Linked DNA regions of Mus musculus: region 1 is linked to region 2. Evidence: chromatin contacts called from public promoter capture Hi-C data. All regions are on one chromosome and are shown on one strand. Each heading gives the region's core, a stretch centred on a gene start, on an enhancer-like site or on the middle of the called end of the contact. The rest is flanking DNA. Distances are from core to core; before and after follow the strand shown. Region 1 overlaps Dok5 (docking protein 5). Region 2 holds the start of Cyp24a1 (cytochrome P450, family 24, subfamily a, polypeptide 1).

The links. Promoter capture Hi-C pulls out the DNA fragments that hold promoters and counts their contacts.
Region 1: a promoter capture Hi-C map of liver shows a contact between it and region 2. The contact joins the enhancer-like site here to the promoter of Cyp24a1 in region 2. A contact is called at or near these places in 9 of 39 promoter capture datasets (the 3T3-L1 cell line, the C10 cell line, the HPC-7 cell line and 3 more), 4 of 15 datasets of contacts at CTCF or cohesin (the NIH/3T3 cell line and embryonic stem cells) and 12 of 115 datasets of contacts at active chromatin or transcription factors (astrocytes, craniofacial prominence, embryonic basal ganglia and 8 more).

Annotation. Positions count from the first base shown.
Region 1 is chr2:170,874,485-170,881,537 of GRCm38.p6, reverse strand. Dok5 (docking protein 5) reads right to left here. Exons shown (of 8, transcript NM_029761.4): 8 at 1,763-2,364. The coding sequence ends at 2,300. Among named protein-coding and RNA genes, the nearest start is that of Gm35033, 100 kb to the right of the region's middle. Within about 2 kb of position 3,852, at least 17 of the 459 cell types and tissues checked have an H3K27ac peak or open chromatin away from gene starts, as enhancers often do.
Region 2 is chr2:170,494,970-170,502,038 of GRCm38.p6, reverse strand. Cyp24a1 (cytochrome P450, family 24, subfamily a, polypeptide 1) reads left to right here and starts at 4,894. Exons shown (of 12, transcript NM_009996.4): 1 at 4,894-5,522; 2 at 5,675-5,865; 3 at 6,622-6,715. The coding sequence starts at 5,265. Gm16796 (predicted gene, 16796) reads left to right here. Exons shown (of 3, transcript NR_040367.1): 3 at 2,273-2,682. It also overlaps a transcript of Pfdn4 not described here.

The DNA of each region.
Region 1 (7,053 bases), core at 2,603-5,102, 380 kb before region 2:
ATATAATTCTGAAACTCATTAGGTATTTTCTTCCATGAAAATAATGGATTCAGAGGAAGCTGGTGTGCAGAAGTGTGCATTCAAGGTGAAGTCTCCCATATACAAAGAACCCCATTCCGAGGATGTGAATCTGACCTTCTCTCTCTCTCTGTCCATCTGACACGCATCTATCAGGGGTCCAGGCTCAGCTCTAGGGCTGAACATTGTAGTTGTCAAACTCAGCAAAGACCATCCAGGATGATTTGAACTCAAGATACAAGGTGCTAAGTGTGCATGGCGAGCTGCATTGTTACAGACGAAAATGGATCCATCTGGGAGAAGGAAGAGCAAAAATTACGTGGGGGGAAAAAAGCTGCAGAGAACCCAGACAGAGTGCAGGTGCATTCTGGGAAGGCCATCAGACCCAAGCCATTAAGTTGCCCTAATCCATTCATTAATTATTAGCTGACTTCAGACCTCTCTCCTGAGATCTCTCCCCTCCTGGGAAAGGTCCTACCCGAGGTGTCCTTGGAATCTCAGCTCTGGAACAAGCAGTGCATTTAGCTTAGCAGGCTTGGGTTTTTAGCTAGGCTGAAGATATGGGGTTATAAGGTGTGTCTATCTCCCCTTTGAGCCTTTCTAGAAATGCTCAAACAGCAATGGGATGTTGAAGTGTTTTGTGGGAGCCTCTGCAATATATATATATATATATATATATATATATAATTCTGAAACTCATTAGGTATTTTCTTCCATGAAAATAATGGATTCAGAGGAAGCTGGTGTGCAGAAGTGTGCATTCAAGGTGAAGTCTCCCATATACAAAGAACCCCATTCCGAGGATGTGAATCTGACCTTCTCTCTCTCTCTGTCCATCTGACACGCATCTATCAGGGGTCCAGGCTCAGCTCTAGGGCTGAACATTGTAGTTGTCAAACTCAGCAAAGACCATCCAGGATGATTTGAACTCAAGATACAAGGGGCACTGTGAAACATACCCCTGTTCCATGTCAAATTTGGACCTCACTTTTATTTTGAAATACCATATAAGCGCCACTTACCTGAAGATCAAGTTTAATTAGGGGACATGACAGCGAGCAAGGTGAGTGCCCCCAGCTTGCTTTTCCAGCCTGGCGAGAACATAACCTCTAATTGTCACGAGATGCAATTGCCATCTGGCACCTCCCCAGTGACACAGCCTGAAGAGCGGGGTGACCTTCTCTTTAGAAGGCCGTCGCCCCTGGAGGCCCATCGGGCAGGTGCCACTCAGTACTGCAATTGTATCTTAATTCCCTTGATGCCCTCGTCTGGAAGAAATTGAGGTTCTTGGCAACAAAGCCAGAGTCTTTATACCTCTGCATGCCTAGAGTCCAGCAGAGCACTGGAGACGAGAAGACTCCAGATCTGATGAATGAATGAATGAAGAGATGTGTCTGTGTCTGGATTTGTGTGAAACACAACGCAAAACCCTGTTCCCAGTGCATTTACCCTCCAGATACACTAAGTGGGGGCACAGAGAAAACTGGCACCGGGACCCGGGGACCGGATGGTGAAGCTGCTTATTCTAAAATGCCTTACGTAAGTGGTCTACTCAAAATAAAGGCTTTTGAGGGGTCAGAGGGGGTTGAGGAGAACGCATGTTCATTGGGTCTTCTGAGGGGGTCTTCCCTGAGAAGAATGAGTGGAAATATTGATTTAATTCACTGGGAATATAACCAAATGCGAGTTCATGACTGAGCCAGAACCCCAGCCCCAGTCACAGAGGGATAGTGCAGAAAGAACTAACGAATACTGAAGAGGCATTTTATTGTCCATGATGACTGTCTTACGACGGAAACACTTACAAGGAAAATCACACAAATCCACAGAGGGACAGACTCAGAGAGGCACAGGGGGCACTTGTCACCAATAGAAAATCAGTCCGTGGTAGCAACACTGACTCCTCTGTCCAGCTATAAAAACAGGGTGGGCTGATATTATCCAGTGCGTTTCCATGAGGTTAGGGCTGTATCTTTAAAAAAAAAAAAGAAAAGAAAGAGAGAGAAAGAGAGAAAGGGAGAAAGGAAGAAAGGAAGGAAGGAAGGGAGAGAGAGAGAGAGAGAGAGAGAGAGAGAGAGAGAGAGAGAGAGAGGAAGAAAGAGAGAGAGAGAAAGGGAAAAATATTTATACATATGTTGTTCTGCAGCGTTTCCCGTGGCCACACACATTAGCAGGGTGCGAAGCTGCTCTTCTTCATCTGCACTCTCCCTGGCTGTCCCTCTGTGTCCTCCTGCTGTGGCTGACACAGCACAAATGTGCTAACAGCTCTTGGCGGTTGCTGTCAGTGCTCAGACCGGTAGGTGGGGAAAGTCTCTGTCCGGTGAAGCTTCAGCGGGCTGGTGACATCTTTTCCAAAAAAAAATTAGAGAGGACAAACAGTTATCTCTCAAGAAAGCTCAGGATCAAATTGGCTAGTACTACAGTTGATTAAATTTACCAGAGAAAAGTGGCCTGTTCAGGACAGGAGACTGTATTCCTAAGGTCACTCACACAGATATGCAAATACGCATCACTAGGGAGTGCGTGATTAACATATCATTTGCATTTGGCCTTTGCCTTCAGCCCTGGTCAGTCCTTAACAGCTGTGTTAACTCCTTAAACTTTCATCTGTAGTTCCTCCCTGTGTCATGAAATTCGGGTGGGGGGGGGGCGTGGAAAACACAGGACTAGGGAAAATTTTGATGTAGACACTCTTTGCAAACCTGACTCAGAATAAGACAATATTGCACATCTTCATATGTCACTGTTAGAAGACTTTAATTTCCTCTATTCCAATTCAGTTTCCAGCCCAATGAACAAGTCAAGAATGCCCCCCCCCCCTTGAGAGGTCACCTGGGAGAGGGGGCCAGGAGAATGGATGGAAATGGGGGGTGAGGTAAGCATCTCTAGGATTGTGCCAGACACTTGGGATGGGGGAGGATCCAGGAGTCTATGAGGGGGACTCTAGCTGAGACTCCTAGCAGTGGGGGATATGAAGCCTGAAGCATCCTGTAGCCAGGCAGGACTCTCAGTGGAGGGATAAGGACAGCAACCCATCCACAAAACCTTGGACCCAAAATTTGTCCTGACTACTAGAAGTGCAGGGACAAAGATGGAGCAGAAACTAAGGAATGGCCAACCAATTACTGGCTCAACTTGAGACCAACCAATCCATGACACTATTAACCACCAACCAGAGAGCCTACAAGGGCTGGATCCAGCCTTCTCCACCCCACACAGATGTAGCAGATGTGCAGTTTGGTCTTCACGCAGATCCCCCAACAACTGAAGTGGGGGCTGTCCCTGACTGTTGCCTGCTTGTGGATCCTGGTCCGCTAATTGGACTGCCTTGTCTGGCCTCAGTGGGAGAGGGTGTACCTAGTCCTGCAGTGACTTGAGGTGCCAGGGTGGGTTGGACCTCCCTGAGGTGAAGGGGTGGGGGGAACGGGGTGAGGGGCCATGTGAGGGAGAGACTGGGAGAAGAGGGCCTGCGATTATGATGTAAAGTGAATTAATTAATTAATCAATTAATCGATTAATTGATTGATTGATTGATTGATTGATTGATTGATTGATTGATTGATTAATGAGAAAGAAAAAAAGGATGCCCTGCGCCCACCTCAGAGTTAATGCAGGGATTGGCAGGTTTCCTCTATACAAGGCCAGAGAGTAAAACTAAGTAGATATTAACAGCAGGGTAGCAGCCACGGTGAACACACAGTGTGTGAGCATGTACATCCCTGTAAAATTGTATTAAGAAACACGGGATCCAGGCTGGAAAGTGCCCAGGAGAAACCGGTTTGCCCAGCCTGACAGCCAAGCACCTTTCATTTTATAAAACCAAGATGTTTTGCTGCCCCCTGCTGGCTAGGGGTAGCACAAGCAGCGATTTTACAGGACTAAGGGAGTTCACAGTGGCACAGAGGCTGGACACAAGGAAGTAGGTGGGGGGAGCTCTGAGAGCCAGCAAGTATGGATGCTTCAGGCACACTTTCAAAACCATATTGTGTGGACTGTTGAGCCAAGAGAAAAGGGTGGTTGGTGCCCTGTGGCTCTGCGGCTCCTGGCCCTTCAACTGACTTTCCGTTCCTCTGTCACAACAGCCCTGACTGACTGAGCCCTTAGGCCTCAGCTAACATCATCCCAGCCTCCCCACCTGAGAAGAAACAGGAGTAACACCTGACACAAACCCAGCTCCCACTTCTACATGATGAAAGGAAAGATGTCTTTCATTCTCCCACGCAGTTCTACTGAGGATTAAGAGACGTGCAAGGGGATTTGTGAGCTGCCACAGTTTGCAGAGTTATCCCAATCTCTGCCCCAAACTAAAACAGCTACAAAGAGAACCAAGGGCTTGGGCCGAATGAAATGGCTCTGTGAGTGCCTGCCTCCAAGCCTGAGAATCCGAAGTCAGTCCTCAGAATCCACATGGTGGAGGAGAGAATAAATCCCAAAAGCTGACCTCTGACCTCCTCACGTATATGTCATCAATTCAAATCACACAGGCACACACACATATGTACACAAGCACACACAGGCACACACATATGTACACATGCACACACATGTGCACACATACATGACCTCTTCACACACACGTGCACACACACATGACCTCACCATTGCATATGTCACCCGCACACATACACACGCAAATTTTTTTACAGATTATTAAAAAGAGAGAGAGAGAGAGAGAGAGAGAGAGAGAGAGAGAGAGAGAGAGACACAAAAGCTTGAACACTTGCAAGCCTCACATCTGAACCCAGGCTAGATTTCTGGCCTGCAGAGGTGGTGACGGGTGTTAAAGTTCCCAGTCTTTCCTCGCCTCCCAGGCAACCTGAACATGTGTTCTAGTCTCTTTCTAATGCCGGAGCTGCAACATAGAAACATAGTATCCACGGGTGGAGCTAGAACTACCTGGGTAGGTGTATATTCCAGCATGTCTTTATTTGGTTTGGTAACAATTTCCTCCTGGGAGCAGAACGCCTGGGTGTGGCGTTCAGGAAAACCCCACATCTTGAGTGAAGTGTGAGGCCCTTGTCAGCAGCTCCTTAAACTCCAGAAGCTTCAAGGGAAACTCACAGACAATGACCACAGGGCCCAAGTGAAAGCCCGTGGCTAAACTGAATTCTTCAGTGAGGTGTGAAAGCTGGGTTTGGCTTCCGACAGGAAATGATGAGCTAGAGGGCCGTCTACCCACTCCCGTGGGATGCTAGAAAGCCAGTACCAGCCTGGGGTCCACACACTTGGGCTCAGGTATACTCTAGCCCACCACATGGCTGACTAGAGGCGGCTGCAGACAGCTCTCAGGTAAAGTTCATAATGCAAGAGACCTTGACAAAGGTCCCACCAGATCCATAATGTCCCCCCTCACTCACTCCATGTCCTCCACGACCCTGCCGATGTGAGCAGGATGACTGGTGTGTTAGTTAGGGTTTTACTGCTGTGAAGAGACACCATGACCATGGCAAGTCTTATAAAGGACAACATTTAATTGGGGTTGGCTTACAGGTTCAGAGGTTCAGTCCATTATCATCAAGTGGGGAGCATGGCAGCATCCAGGCAGGCAGAGCTGAGAGTTCTACATCTTCATCTGAAGGCTGCTAGTGGAAGACTGACTCCAGGCAGCTAGGAGTAGGGTCTTAAAGCCCACACCCACAGTGACACACCTACTCCAACAAGGCCACACCTCCAAATAGTGCCACTCTCTGGGCCAAGCATATTCAAACCTTGACACCTGGCTTACCATCTTTCCCCGTGACCTTTCTTAACAGCAGCACGTGTGTAGGAAGGGTAGCACATGTGCTCAGAAAACGAGTGAACTCCCCAGCGGAGCCACTGGCTCCAAGAATCTATCCTCCTGAGAATGGGCATGAACTTGCACGCTCTGGGCTCAACCCCATGAAAGCATTCTGATCTTAGCACGTGGGCCTGTGACTCACACTGGGGCAAGGGCCTCCTCTCAGAGCTAAGGACCATCTGATGACACTGCCAGGGCCTCAGAGCCTGGGTCCCTTGACAATTGCTCCACCTGTGAGTCCCATGATACTTAGAACGAATTGATTGATGTTTCCAATCCTTAATTCTTTACAATAGAGAAGATGATGAACTGGGGGGGGGGGAGGAGGAGGAGGAGGAGGAGGAGGAGGAGGACTAGCTGCTCTTGCCAGCTCCAGCTGTGGAGGTCATCACCAGGAGGATGGAAATAAGGCCAGCCATATGGTAGATTCCAGCAGGCACACATGGCACCATGCTTTGGTTTCCTGCCTGAGGAATGACACGGGGGCTTGCTTTTCCTTGGTTTCATTTTGAAATGAATGATTTTTATCTGCAAGGCAGACTGGTGAGGGTGCTCTGGAAATCCTGACTCAATGGGAAATCTCTGATGCAAGACTGAAGATTCTGAACGTGACTGATAAGAGGGCTGAGAACGGTGCCCTGAGCTGAGGCCAGGCACTCCACGGCTCACATGAGAAGCCGTCAGGCTCCTCCTCTGCTACCCCCTCCCCAGATCCTCTGCAATGTTAGACTTAAAACAGGATTCAGGCCTGACACTACTATGCTCAGCACCCTCAGCACACCGTGTACAAAGGAGTCTTGACCACCGGTTCCCGTCATCCAACCCCCTTCTCCATACCCCACTCATCTCTGCCTCAGGACATTTGCATTCACCAATCTGACTAGGAAGAACGTTGTCTTGGGCTGGAGAGATGGCTCAGCACTTGAGAGCACTGACTGCTCTTCCAGCGGTCCTAACTTCAATTCCCAGCAACCACATGTGGCTCACAAACATCTGTAATGGGATCCGGTGCCCTCTTCTGGTGTGTCTGAAGACAGCTACAGTGTACTCACATACATGAAATAAATAAATAAATCTTTAAAGAGGAGGAGGGGGGGGGAGAAAGTTTACTTTTTCTCCTTAATCCTCCATATGACTGCCTCTTCTAGAGTTAAAGTTTTGTCATAAATGCTATGGCTTCTTCCGACAGCTACCTGATGGAGACAAGACCCTCAAGCCAGTAACTATGCCTCCCTTTGTGTGAACGCTTTCTATAA
Region 2 (7,069 bases), core at 3,645-6,144:
AAGCACACATACAAGCACACACACACAGAGACATACACATACAGGCACATACGTACATACACACAGACACATATACACACACACAAAGGCACACACATATACACAGGCACACACATACACACACATACATACACATGCATACAAGCACACATATAGAGGCACATACATACACAGGCACACAAACACACGCACACACAAGTATACACATACATACACCCAGACTCAACAAACAGACACACACATACACACAGAGGCACACACACACATATATATATATCCAGGCTAACACACAGACAGACACACACATACATACAGAGGCACAAACATATACACACACATACATATACCAAGGCTAACACACAGGCACAACACATACACACAGAGGCACACACATATACAAAATAAAATAAATCTCTAAAACACTGACTTGTTTACACCATGCTCTTCCTGCTTTAAAAGAGAATGGCTCTTTTGCCAGCGAACCTCAAAAGCTCTCCCCCGCCATGTGACTGTGTTGGGAGTTCTCAGATACCTTTCTCCACACTTGGAATAAAATATTGACTGCTCAGCATGGCCTAGTTTTGCTCAGAAACCGGAAAGCAAGTGCGTGCCAAATGGAGTCCAGGAAGACACAGGCTATGCTCCACCTGAGCTCTTGCTCTCAGCCCATCTGGGGAAGAGTGTCCACTGACCTCCAGTGTTGCAAACGAGGAACCTGGACTCAGAGAAACACAACATCTTCCCAAGCCCACACAGCCAGTGAGGAGGGGAGACACAGTTTCATCCCAGAGGTACCCAGATGAGCATCTGCAGGGTTTACCAATAACTTCCTCAGAAAACAAACAATGTATTGTTACTAAACTCGCTGGGTTTTGCTGGGGAACGAGGAAAGAATCAATAATCAATTGCCTATTATTTGCTTATTGGGTGCTCTTCAACATAAACATCATGGGTCATGTGTTATAGGAGAGTCAATCAACAAAAGACAGTAGCTTACAGTTTCAAGGAGATTTAAGTAACTGGGAAGAAAGGTGCAGGAGAAAAGTCATGAAGATTGTGGCTGCAGAGTAGAGGGGTGGAGAGAGAAACTGTGTGAGGGGGGGGGCCTTTTTTTATTTTTTTACCTATTTTCTTCTATTTAACTGTACAGTTTACTGAATCAAAACAACATGACTTCAGCTGCTTGCAAGGCCTAGGTAAGACAGTAGCAAGGTTGGGCCCAGCCTAAGCAACTCAGAAAGACACTGTCTCAAAACAATAAGAGTCAGGAGATTCCGTGGTAGAATGCTTCTCTGGTGTGCACAGGGCTCTGTGATCAGCCTCCAGCACCACAAACACACACACTGCCACTATCTAGTTGAGCACAGATATCATGATTGAAACACCCTCCCTCTGGGTCCCAAGGAACCAGGTGTGCAATGCACAGCACTACAAGGTAAGTTCTTAAACGTCTCACTTTGCTGGGGACTTTGTGCAGCATCCTCACAGGAGCCTATGTTGGCACTCTTCCCATTTCTGTGATGTTTGAGTTTGGCTGTGAGGTTGGTTCCACCACCTTCTGCTCAAGAAATGAAAAGTCAGCAGCCCTCCGAATTCCCGCAATCAAAAAGCAGCTAGGTCACCCTAGGTCAGCCAAGGCTTGAGACTCAAAATTGTATTGCCAACCCATATATTTGAAAGAGTTTTGTATTTCCCAAGACAGAGGACCAAATCAAGCCCTTGCCCTCCAACAGGTTCCGCCCTACACACACACACACACACACACACACACACACTCACACTCACACACACTCACACACACTCACACATACTCACATATACACACTCACACATATTCACACATACACACACTCACACAAACACACACTCACTCTCACACACTCACTCACACTCACACACACTCACTCACACACACACTCACACACACTCACTCACACACACTCACTCATACACACACTCACACACACACACACACACACACACTGTCATGTGTGGTTGCATAGTAGAAAGGCTAGGGTCTAATGAATCTAATCAATCTTTGCAGGAGATAGTTAGGATTTCTCAGAACAGTAGAGGTGGCCTGGGCAGATCTTGGGAATGGGGTTGGCTCTTAGGAGCCACTTTCAGATCTTTCTTTAGGAATTTCTGAGAGGTAATGGCTGCATGCCTCACAGAGGCCATGGAATGAGGGAGGCCCAAAGCCCAGGAAAGAAGGTTAAGTTCCTGAGAGTATGCGCAACATAATCACTTTGGTGTTCTGAACCTCTTCCAGGACTGACAAATGTCCCACTCAATGGACCTCCAATAAACTCTATGCTGAGACTGGGGACTCTCCCCAGTGAACAGGAGACATGGACTTCTATGAATCTGAAATTCTCTAATTTACTTCTATAAATACACTAGCTAATAATTTCCTGTACTTCTGAGTATCTCTTTGTAATTCATGAAGCGGTCTAGTGCTAGCATTCAGTGTGGCACATAAGTTTAATCCCAGCACTCAGGAGGCAGAGGCAGGCAGATCTCTGTGAGTTCAAAACCAGCCTGGTCAACATAGCAAGTTCCATGACAGCCAGGACTACATCGTGAGACCCTGTCTCAAAAACAAAGCAAACAAAAACTGTCTAACGTTAAACTCCCAGGAGAATCTACTTTGTCTGAAACCTGTCTCGGTCTTGATCATGCAAAATAAAAAAAAAAAAAAGGAAAAGAAATAGTAGCTCACTGGCTGAAATAACAAGACAGTTGTCACACACACCCAAGGATGGGGTCTTTGCAGCATCCAGGCACAAGTGAGAAGAGATGCGGAAATAACACCTCCCTCTAAGGATGCATGCTCTCTGCCACTCTCTGCCACGTACCCAAACGAGAAAGTTCTGATCCCACCCTCCTCTGGGGCACATCGTCATGGAAGGAATACTTCCATCGCCATGGAAGAGAGTGATATGATTGGCCAGGTGATGTTAGGCATGGTGAAATAAACCATCAGCCAACACTCTAGAGGTGGAAACAGGAGGATGAGGGGTTTGAGCTAGCCTGGGCTATGAGACTGTCTCAAGAAAGCAATAGAAATAATGATACATATGGATGTCGATGCTGAAGAGTCAGGCTGGGTTAGAAACTGGGATCCAAATGCCATTGGGGCTACTAATGTCTGTGACAATGGGCAGGGGGGTGGGGGTGGGGTTACGGTTCTTTCACGTGTTTTTGATGTTGAGCTGAAGTGAAATTTGTCTCCTGGCACATACACAGCAGAGAGCTGCCTTGTCTGGCCTCAGTAGGAAAGGATATGCCTAATCCTGCCAGAGACATGATAAACCACGAGGGTGGGGGTGGGGGGTATCCTCTCAGAGGTGAAGGGGAAGTGGAGGGAGGAAGTGTGAGGGGATGGGGGAGGGGGCAGCATTTGGGAGGTAAATACATAAATAAATTATCAATCAATAAATAAGTATTGGAGTGAAATTCCAGTTTTGTCACAGGCTCTTGAAAGTCTAACATATGGTACTTTCACATGGCCTACAGTGCACTACATATATTATAAAATGTATGTTTCACAGAAACACAAGAGACTACATGAACTTATAGTGCATGCCGTATACACGACAGTGCATATTAACATTGATCTAGTGGATTTCATATAAATTATTGCATATATGCAGTTTTTGTTTGTTTGTTAGCACGACCTCTTAGGGGAAATTCGAGACGACAGTATTGGAGCACAAATCACAAATTTGCAAAAGCCTTTCCAGAAGCAGACAGGTGTTTACGGAAGACTTTGCTATTGCTTGGGTCACAGTAACCTTCGGTCAGGTGACTGGAAAGCCGAGGAGGAAAGTCTCTGCCTCCTGCCTGGTTGCTGGCGCTTGGCATTGGAACAGCAGGAAACAATATGAGTCACTTTAAATCAGTGAAGACCAATTTCCTTTCCAGAATTAGGAAAGTGAGCTCTAATCTATCCAGATACAAAAGCAAGGGTGCATCTGTGGCTAACTCTGCCTGCTTTAGGGAGAAAGTGGGGGCGCTTAGGAATCGGTGGGTGCCTCTGCTCTGCGAAGGGTGGGCGGTGTGCAAGAAGGAAAGGCTTAAGGGGACATTGGGAAGCACTCCAAAGGAACCAAGCCATGCCCTCAAGGCACTCCACAGTCTCCCGCAGAACTAAAGCCACTAGCATCCTTTGTTGAGGACATACACCTGTGTACGTGCATTCATTTATTCGGTTCCCTAACAACCCAACCCGAAGCATCGAGGAATCTGGTAAGGAAATTCTGCAAATCGCATTGGGCTTTCTTGCCTAGCTTAAGACCCTGGGTAAGAAAATTATCTCCGCCCCCCCCCCCCCCCCACTTGTTGGTATATCCTAGTAAGTTTCAAATCCTCTCTTCCTTCAGAGGCTCAAAAAGGCAACATTCATCCAAAGGAAGTCCAGCTCAGGCTACGAAAACTTGTCTCCCGGGATGTTGGGAGGCAGGCTCGCTCTCCACTCTCTTGGCAAGCGCGGGCGGTCTTCCGCACTGTCCTCAGGAACCTTGCCCGCCCTGAGTGGCGATTGTGCAAGCGCAGCCTTGGGCTCCTGCAAGGCCGGCTGCAACCTGCAGGAGGAGGGAGAGGAGGCGTGCTCGCAGCGCACCCGCTGAACCCTGGGCTCGACTCGCCTTTCTCAGGTTATCTCCGGGGTGGAGTCCACCACGGTGCGTCCGCCGGGCCAGCAGCGTGTCGGTCACCCGAGGCCCCGGCGCCCTCACTCACCTCGCTGACTCCATCCTCTTTCCACACCCGCCCCCCGCGTCCCTCCCATCCTTGCCAGTCGGTCCCCCTCCGCCCTTATTCAGCGTGCTCATTGGCCACCTCCAGCATGCCCTGTTCCCATAAATACGAGGTCCCTAAGCCCGGGAGCTCGGGGAGGCACAAGGAGGTACATCAGACCTGGCGGCATCCCTTCGACCCTCCTTGACCCCTCGTGGCTTTAGACCTTAGAAGTCAAATTTGCAAAGCCACAGAGTACTCGGGCCAAACCCCGGCCGCTCTTCCCCAGCCACTGTGGCCAGCTCAGGGCAGGGACCTGCGCCCTAAACAACTGCACCTTGCAGCATCCCTGGGCATCTGCCTCTTCCAAGTCCATCCTGTTGTACAGTATTTTACCACACCCGCGGCTTCTGTTTGCCTCTCTTCCCCAAATCGCCAAAACTTCAGAACCCAACAGCACTTCCGAAATACCTTACCCATTTCAGTCCCTACTGCTCCTCGAGTGTCACGGGTCGCCTGCTACTATGAGCTGCCCCATTGACAAAAGGCGCCCCCTGATCGCTTTCCTGCGCCGGCTGCGGGACCTCGGGCAACCCCCAAGGTCCGTGACATCCAAGGCGCACGTGAAGCGTGCGCCAAAAGAGGTGCCCCTCTGCCCGCTGATGACCGACGGTGAGACTCGGAACGTCACCTCCTTACCTGGACCCACCAACTGGCCACTGCTGGGCAGCCTACTGGAGATTTTTTGGAAAGGTGGCCTGAAGAAACAGCACGACACACTGGTAAATAGTTTGTTTCCTAATCACCTATTGTCCCCTGTTCCCTATTCCTTCCGGTCGGGGTGGCAGGGGGAGCTCAGGTCAGCAGCTCGAGGCAGAAGCGCCCGGGGCACCTGAGGATGCGCGCTGATGGCATTTGGCCCGCCCCGCTGCAGGCAGAGTACCACAAGAAGTATGGCCAGATTTTCCGGATGAAGCTGGGCTCCTTCGACTCGGTGCATCTGGGCTCGCCGAGCCTGCTGGAAGCTCTGTACCGCACAGAGAGCGCGCATCCCCAGCGGCTAGAGATCAAACCCTGGAAAGCCTATCGGGACCATCGCAACGAAGCCTACGGGCTGATGATCCTGTGAGTCAGTCCCCTCTGCTGGACGGAGACGATGGGAGGCTGGACGTGCGGGACAGTGGGGAAGGGGAGTCGTTAGAGTTCCCTGGGACGTATGGACAACGAATATAAAGCCCCTGCTCTACCTAGAGCTGGTGCCATCCTGAAATTGTGCTGTAGAGAGTGGGTTCCCCTCACAAGCTATTCAGTGAAGGGATGCACACATGCTGCCTCCCCCAACAGGACACATCAAAAGCACCATGCCCGCTTTATTTGGGCTTCACCTTCCAGGTGTCGTCTTGGGCAAGACTTAACCCTAACGTCAAACCAAATATTTTAACGTTGTTTGACAATTTTATACGTGTTTATAATGTATTTCCGGTCGCATTCATCACTCAGTGCCCTCTCTGATACTCCCACCCACTCCTATTGAGATTCTCCCTTGTCCCAACAATTCTCTCTCCTATTTTCATGTTGTTTTTATTTTGTGTTTATAACTCCCTGAGTTTGCTCGCATGACCATAGGTGGGGGTCATTTAGAGCACAGACATCTTGTCAGAGCCTACACCACTGAGGAAAATAACTACCATAAACTATCAGCTCACGGAGAGACACAGTGAGCCTCTTTCGGGTCAGTGATGGCTGATGGCGGCCGCGAATATTCATTGAGAGCTAAGATTCCTGAGACTTTTCCAGGCGATCTTCAGGGTTAGTTTTTGCGCTCCCCGAATCACTGCGCAGCCTCTTTCGTGGTGCTCTAAGCATACCCCTTCTCTGCAGGGAAGGACAGGAGTGGCAGCGGGTCCGCAGCGCCTTCCAAAAGAAACTCATGAAGCCCGTGGAAATCATGAAGCTGGACAAGAAAATCAATGAGGTTTGTGCACTGGGGCCAGCTTTCCTGCGGCTCTCTGCGACAGAGAGCTGTTAACCGGGGGACTTTGGGTCACAGCTCTAAATACAAAGGGAAAAGAATTGTGGATCATGGGTGGTTGAAGGGAGATGCTGTCTCTCTCCGCCTTTCATTCCTTCCTCTTCCCGCAAACTCATCTGCTCCAAATCCTAAAGTAATCCCACCGAGGGAACAGTTACAAGCTTCCTGGGCAGTTCCAAGGCTTCCACCAGCTAGCAGTGAGACCGGGCTGTGTTATTTAACTTCTCGAAGCCGATTTCCCAGTCTTTAGAGCCCCTAGTCTACAGTACTGAATGTGATGCCTGCTTCTAAGAGCCC